Linked DNA regions of Rattus norvegicus: region 1 is linked to region 2. A link is a contact called in public Hi-C data. All regions are on one chromosome and are shown on one strand. Each heading gives the region's core, a stretch centred on a gene start, on an enhancer-like site or on the middle of the called end of the contact. The rest is flanking DNA. Distances are from core to core; before and after follow the strand shown. Region 1 holds the start of Snx18 (sorting nexin 18). Region 2 has its middle 110 kb from the start of Snx18.

The links. A called contact is a pair of places that touch in the nucleus more often than the background predicts.
Region 1: a contact with region 2 is called in a Hi-C map of Schwann cells, with 3 times the contacts expected there. The contact joins the promoter of Snx18 here to the enhancer-like site in region 2. A contact is called at or near these places in 3 of 12 Hi-C or Micro-C datasets (Schwann cells, kidney and liver) and 1 of 1 datasets of contacts at active chromatin or transcription factors (oligodendrocytes).

Annotation. Positions count from the first base shown.
Region 1 is chr2:46,990,029-46,993,411 of GRCr8, forward strand. It overlaps Snx18 (sorting nexin 18), which reads right to left and starts at 1,488. Exons shown (of 2, transcript NM_001107652.1): 1 at 1-1,488. The coding sequence starts at 1,322.
Region 2 is chr2:46,879,035-46,882,467 of GRCr8, forward strand. No RefSeq gene overlaps it. Among named protein-coding and RNA genes, the nearest start is that of Snx18, 110 kb to the right of the region's middle. Within about 2 kb of position 1,562, at least 45 of the 93 cell types and tissues checked have an H3K27ac peak or open chromatin away from gene starts, as enhancers often do. A contact at or near this core is called in Schwann cells, where this site is marked.

The DNA of each region.
Region 1 (3,383 bases), core at 238-2,737, 110 kb after region 2:
TTGGCAGTGTGGTTGAGCTGCAACGCGCTGTCATCCATCTTCTTGGTGAAGCATTTGAAGCCATCGATCTTGCTTTCCACCTCCTGCAGGTCCAGGGCGGCCGCAGGTGGTGTGCTCAGAGTGAGGAAGAAGTTGGCGCCCACCATCTCATCCTTCTCAGCCTTCCGCTTACCCTGTTTCCAGGCCTTCTCATCAGTGCTGCTGGGGCAGGTCAGGAAATGCTGGAAGACGTCGCACTGGGCCAGCACTGGGTGACTGGCCATGTGGTTCATCCACCAGATCAGACCCTTCCTGCGCTTGGAGATGAAGTCCTCCTCGAAGCGCCCGGTGGCCTGCTTCTCGGGCAGATGGGGCACCGAGATGACCGGGAATTTCTCCGCCAGGCGCGCATACAGCCAGTCGAAGTGCTTATAGCGCCTGTGCACGGGCACCTGGGTATGCGTGGGCACCAGCTTGTAAGAGATGTAGCTCTTCATACCCTTGAACTTGGTCTGCTTGGTGGGATCGTCGATGGTGCACTGGAAGGGGTAGGGGTTCTCCTGCCACTCGGGGCCGTAGGGACCCAGCACCACGCACAGCTTGTCCCCATCCTTCACGAAGCCTGACGCCTCTCCCAGCACGAACGCCTCCCCGCCCGACTTGACGAAGGTGGAGAACCGATTGAGGTTGCGGCTCACCGTGGCGGAGCTCTTGGCTCCAGACGCTTGATGCGGCGGGGGCGCTGAGACGCCACGGGAGCCCAGCGACAGGTCCGAGCGTGTGGACAAGCGGTAGCGGCCGGCCGCGCCGCCGCCCGCTGAGGACGAACCGTCGAGGTCCGGGTACGCACCGCTGCCCAACGCGCCTGGCTCGTCTGCCACTGTGGAGCTGTCGTCCCACTCGTCGTCCCAGTCATCGTCGCTGCCTAGGCTGGCCTGGTAAGCACCGTAGAGCTGCTGGGGCGACGGCTGCGGGGCGCCCCCGCCGTAGGTAAAGCCGGCGCCCGGCGACTGGAAGGAACCGGGCGACGCCTGCGGCTGCAGCAGCGGCTGGAAGGCAGCGGGCGGCGCGGCTGGCAGAGGCTCGAAGCCGCCGGGCGGCACGTTGGCGTAGCGGGCCGGAGCTCCTGGGCCGCCGTCGGCCGGAGGGCCAGGCTCCGGCGCACGGATAACCTGCACGTACGAAGCCGGGAAGAGGCCGCGGTCGCCGCGGCTGTTGATCCCTTCAAGCCAGCCCTCGATGTCCTGCTCGCTGCACAAGCTCAACACCTCGTGCTCCCGCAGGGAGATCTCACCGGGGTTCTCGGACCTAAAGTCGTAGAGCGCCCGGGCGCGTAGCGCCATGGTCTCGAGCCTGGCGCCCCGAGCCCGGGCCGGTCCGAGGGCCCCGCGGTCAGTACCCGCGCCCCTGAGCGCCGAAGGGAGCGAGCCTTGAGGGCAACGCACGGTCTGCTCCCCGTTCCGCTCGTAGCCTCCGTGCAGATCCGCTCTGCTCACCGCAGCGACTGCAGCTTGGGGCCACCGCCGGCCGGGGGCGGGGCCCGGGCCTCCCACGTCCCCAGAGGAGCTAATCCATTGCCGAGATCCGCGTGCCAGACAAGAGCAAGGGATGGCCGAGCAGCCGTGTGTGCGCCGACTGTGCGGCCGCAACTGCCCCCTTGTGGCGGCTATGGAAAAGGAGCGAACTTGAGTGACCACGTGGTGGGTGGGAGGATTTCCAGAAGTAAATTATCTGAAATTGTTTAGATCTTTACGTCATAAAATGGGGGGTGGGGGTTTTTGTTTGTTTGTTTTTTGTGTTTTACGAAAGTGTATTTGTATCTACAATAGCCCGCTGTTCCTTCTCTGACTGCTCAGAGTAAATGCTCCTAAAATGACCTTAACCCCTACGTGTAATAAAGGCTTTCACAAAGAAGATTAGCTGTTGCACTGATAAGTACGCCTTTGCTAGGGTTAATATGTAGTAACTCACAAGATACCCATCTTGTCACTGAAGGTACGGCTCCTTTCCTTCCTGTACTCTCTGATCTTGTTGACAAGGAGTGGAGACTGACCGGAACAAAGTTAGAGTTCGGGAAGAACCTTGTTTGACCAGAGGCAAGGGTGGTGCGGGGAGAAAGGAGCTGAGGAGTTACAAATGAGAGCTCCAGTTTCAGGGAGCCAGGCTGTGTTCTGGCACTGATAGGCTGTATGTCCTTGAGCGAGTCATTTGCACTGTCCTTCCATCCCAAAGTTTGTGGATTCTGTGATAATGTCATTCTTATCTTACAGGCGAAGGAAGTAAAACGCTACTGTACTGAGTAAGCACCGTTCAGTTGTTTGCCATTGCTGTTACTTGGGGAGACACAATCTCTGGCCTCTCTCCTAAAGAGAAACAAGGGTCCTTAGAACTGCAGTTATAGGTGTGGTACACCACAGGGACAGCCCCCATGCTCACAACTTTACACTTCTCCTCGGTCATTGAGGAGGCCTCACTATTTCAATAAATTTGTGTTAAGTAGATCAAAACTGAGAGTTTAACCAACACCAGCATCCTGGGCTTGCCTTGTTTCCGTATATTTTCCTTCAATATGTAATTTGCCCAATGCTTGTTTTCCCGTGCTCTCCTTACTGAGTCTAGCCTAATCCTTTGAAGATACCTCTAACTGCAGTTCTATGGTCACGTGTCATCAATTTCATCCTGCTCTCTGACCCCTTCTATGACAATCTGGCAATCAGACCAGAAGAATATTTCATTGCACTATCCTAAGCACTGTGGTTATCAAAGCATCCTGTTCAAAGCCACTAACCAAGGTACACCACACTGCATCCTAACGCAAAACCTTAACTCATGAGCTGCTTCTCAAGTGCAGCCCTTTCAGCTCAGAATTCCGAATATGACGGTTCTCGTGCAGACCAATCAGTGGGATTCCACTTCATCCCTAGTCACGGTCAGAAACCTAAGTGAACACTAACTAAACAGCTTAAATTATGTAGCGATTCATGAGATATCCATCTAGGATATTCCAGATAAAACAGAGTGGATTCACTCCACTATTCAGTTGATAATAAACTTTAAATTCCAGAGTTAGTTACCGTAGCTTCAGGCTTATCTCAGGTATAATAATTCCGGGAGTTTACATGAAGGTCATTCAGAGGGGTTAAGCTACTGCAGAGGCAACAGCCAAGGCCCTCCAGGGTATTGGGTTTATTTTATTTTATTTTTTGGTTCTTTTTTTCAGAGCTGGGGACCGAACCCAGGGCCTTGCGCTTCCTAGGCAAGCGCTCTACCACTGAGCTAAATCCCCAACCCTGGTATTGGGTTTATTAATACCCCGAGTGCGCATGTTGTCTACCCTGAGTGAACGTAGATCTGTGAGTACTCAGCTTGTGAGGGAAAGGTTTCAGACTTATGTTCTTCAGGTT
Region 2 (3,433 bases), core at 312-2,811:
AATGTCCGATATGTAGGACCCCAAAGGGATCAAAACCCACAGATTGAGAATTGCTGCTCTAAATAAACACCTGTATAACTTTCCACATGGAGTTCAAGCATCTCCTCTTAAACTGCTCAGATTAGGGGCTAATGTGGGGGTCTCTGACGCACTCTCCATTCGTAAGGGTCAGCATGCTGAGAACAAATGCCCTCTCCGTCATTTTTAGAAAGGTACTGAACTGGCTGCAACGCTCCTCCAGACAGGAGCTAATGCTTCCTCCTTTGCACCCCTACTATACCTCACGTTCAAGGCAACCACTGGTGGAACTACCTTTAGGTGAAAGAAGGGCAGGGTAAGACTTGAATCCCCGGGCCATTAAGAGCTATACTATCTCTACTGCACTAGGTTTCCATATCACTACCACCCCACATACCCTCCAATTTCAGTTGTCTCTCTCCATATCTCCCTCCCTCCGTCTATCTAATTCCTCATGCTCCCATTGTTGGGGTTTAAATCTCGACTCGCGTCCAGACAGGACACACCAAACCAACATGTTTCCACGTGGAGAGTTTTAATGAGAGAAGAGTAGAAGAGGGGAGGAACAAAGGAAGCCGGCCATGGGCATGTGGAGGAAAGGGGGGGTGGGGTGGGGAGAGAAGGGATAGGGACAAAGAGGGCACAAGAGCAGAGCAGAGCAAAGAGAAAGAGGGAGCAAGAGAGGAGTGAGAAGGAGAGGTGGGGGCAAGCAGCTCCCTTTATAGTCAGGCACAGCTGGCTGTTGACAAGCAACTATGGGGCGGAGCATACCTGGCTGTTGCCAAGTAGTTGTGGGGGTGGAGCTTAGACAGAATACCAACACCCATTCCCACCACCCCCCCAGTCTACCGGAAGAACATGTTCTGTTTCCCCTTCCTATAGAGATTCGTGAGTCCCCTTAGAACCGTCATTGTTACTTAGCCTTTCTGGCTCTTAGGAGCTCAAAAGAGACTAAAGCAGCAATTCTGGAGCCTGAATGTCTACACCAGGTCCTCTGCATATATGTTAAGGTTGTTAGCATGGTGCTTTTGTGGGACTTCTAACAGTGGGAGTGGGGGTGTCTCTGACTCTTCCACCTGCTCCTGGAACCCTTTCCCTTCTACTTGGTTGCCTTGCCCAGCCTTGATATGAGGGTTTGTTCCTAATCTTATCGTATAATTTTATCTCATGCTCAGTTGATATCCCTGGGAGGCCTGTTCTTTTCTGAAAGGAAACAGGAGGAGTGGATCTGGGGGAGAAGGAAGGGAGGGAGGACGTGGAGGAGTGGAGGGAGGAGAAACTGTGGTTCAGATGTATTGAGAAAAATGAAAGAAAAGAAAAAAAAAACAGCTACACTATCTCGTTTCTGCCTTAAAACTGTTAGATCGAACACTGGGTATTTACAAGACGACTACTTAATAAACAAAAGTGTAAATTCACAGTAGTTCCGAGAACTGTACTGTTAAAAATATGAGTATTCTTTGAAGGCATAGTTTATAAACAAGCTGTGTGTCAGGACGTTCACATCTGATGAGGCAAGCTCTGGCTCAGTGAATCAAGTCAGTGACTCCATCGGATGACTCACTGCTCTTGAGACCCTCCTTAAAGGCATCTTCAGGACGATGCTCAGTCTTTTATAATTCTTCCAACCCCTAGTCCCTGCCTGCTAGGGGAAGTAGCAAGCACAGTGTGGAGGCCTCACAGCAGGAGGCTGACTGGAAACAAGTTGTGGTCTTGTTCTTTGTTTAGATTTCTGCTGGGGAAGGGCACTTCCTCTCGCTTTTGTTAGAGCCAAGCATCACATTCTGGATGGTGAGAATTGTGATCAGAGCAGGAAAATGTGAACTGAAGAACTTTTGGGACACACATCTTGGCTGCAGGCAGGGACTGAGGACTTTTTGCTACATTGTTTTCGGCTGCGAGGCCACGAGATGCAGTAGTAGTTGGAAGGCTTTTTTGATTTCTATGTAGTATGTTGTACTTGGCCAGACCCTCCAGTTAGAGCTGCTTGGGTGTCGAATAACTTGTTATGGTCTTTAGAAGAGAGTAAAAAAATTAAAAACTTCAAGCCTCTCCTTCTCGCCCTCCCTCCTCCACCTTCTCTGCCCCACTCCACTTGGGTTATCTCAGGGCAACAAGAAGCAGTGGGCACTGGTTAAGAAACTGACAGAGCACAGGTTTGAAGCAAACAGAGCCTTCTCTGTTTCACTTCTATGACGGTATTCGCCAGCAGGCTGTCTTCATCTATTGTAAAGAAGGAGACGGTTAATCCCTAGAAGAATATTGTACATTTCAGAAGAGCATCCGGGATGGGTAATAAAGATACGATCAAAGATGGGTGAGGGGCATCCCCACATCCCCACACTTCCTGGAGCCAGGAATTCGAGGTTACATAGTAAGTTTGAGGCCAACCCGAACTACATAAGACCCTGTCTCAAACAGCTATTAAAAAAAAAGAGTATTAGAAATTTGACTTCAGTTTAAAACAGTTTCTCTGTGCCCAACACTAACAGATCAAAAAACAAAAACAAAAACAAAAACCCAAAAAACCAAAACCTCCCGATGTTTCAACATGCGCAGTTTGTTTATTATCTCTCCTACATCTTATTTTGGCATTTTCGCTCAAGTACCAAATCCAGTAAATGTTATTTAAACGGAAAGAGGAAAAAAATCATTAATAACTGCCAGAAAACCATTTCCCAGCCAGCCAGCCAACCCACAAGCATCCAAAGATAGGATTTCATTTTTAATCACATAATGAGACAAAGACTATCAAGTGGAAACATAAAGGGATGAAATTTTCATTTATTGTAAACCTCTGTCAGAAAGATTTCCAATGGTGGGTTATTTGATGACAAGACAGTTGCTGATCAAGGATGACATCAGAAGCTAGCGCTGACAAAGTGTTATATGGGGTGCTAGCAATCAATGAACGCTAGAATTGAGCGAGCACAAGGAACACTCGAACTGAGCATGCGCAATGTACCCTCGGCCTGAGCACTTGCTCTTCCGCTCCCATCGTCTACAAAAATGGATCCCCTGAACTCAGACTGCAGAGCAAGAAACTAAAGATGGCAGACGGCAAAGGCACCGTGTTATGGCCTGTGTTCTAAGCACTGAGTCTTAGAACATGCACATCAAGTGGGAAGGCCAGCAAACTGCATTTAACCTGTGTGGGATGGCCTCTGTATTCGTAAAGCCGGGAGGAAAAACAGGGGTGTCTATGTCTTTCGTGACATCTTTCCTGCTAAGTTTTCTCTATCCAGGTCTCATTCTAGGAGAAAATGCATAGACTCCTTTCATATCCTACAGTACAATGTTGTTGTTTCCAAAACACCTGAGCGTATCCCTTTAAAATATGAAATAGAATACAATACACTTATGCTTCCGTCCCTTCCTGAGACTGAATTTTAAAGCAAGATTCTCTTTTTTTTTT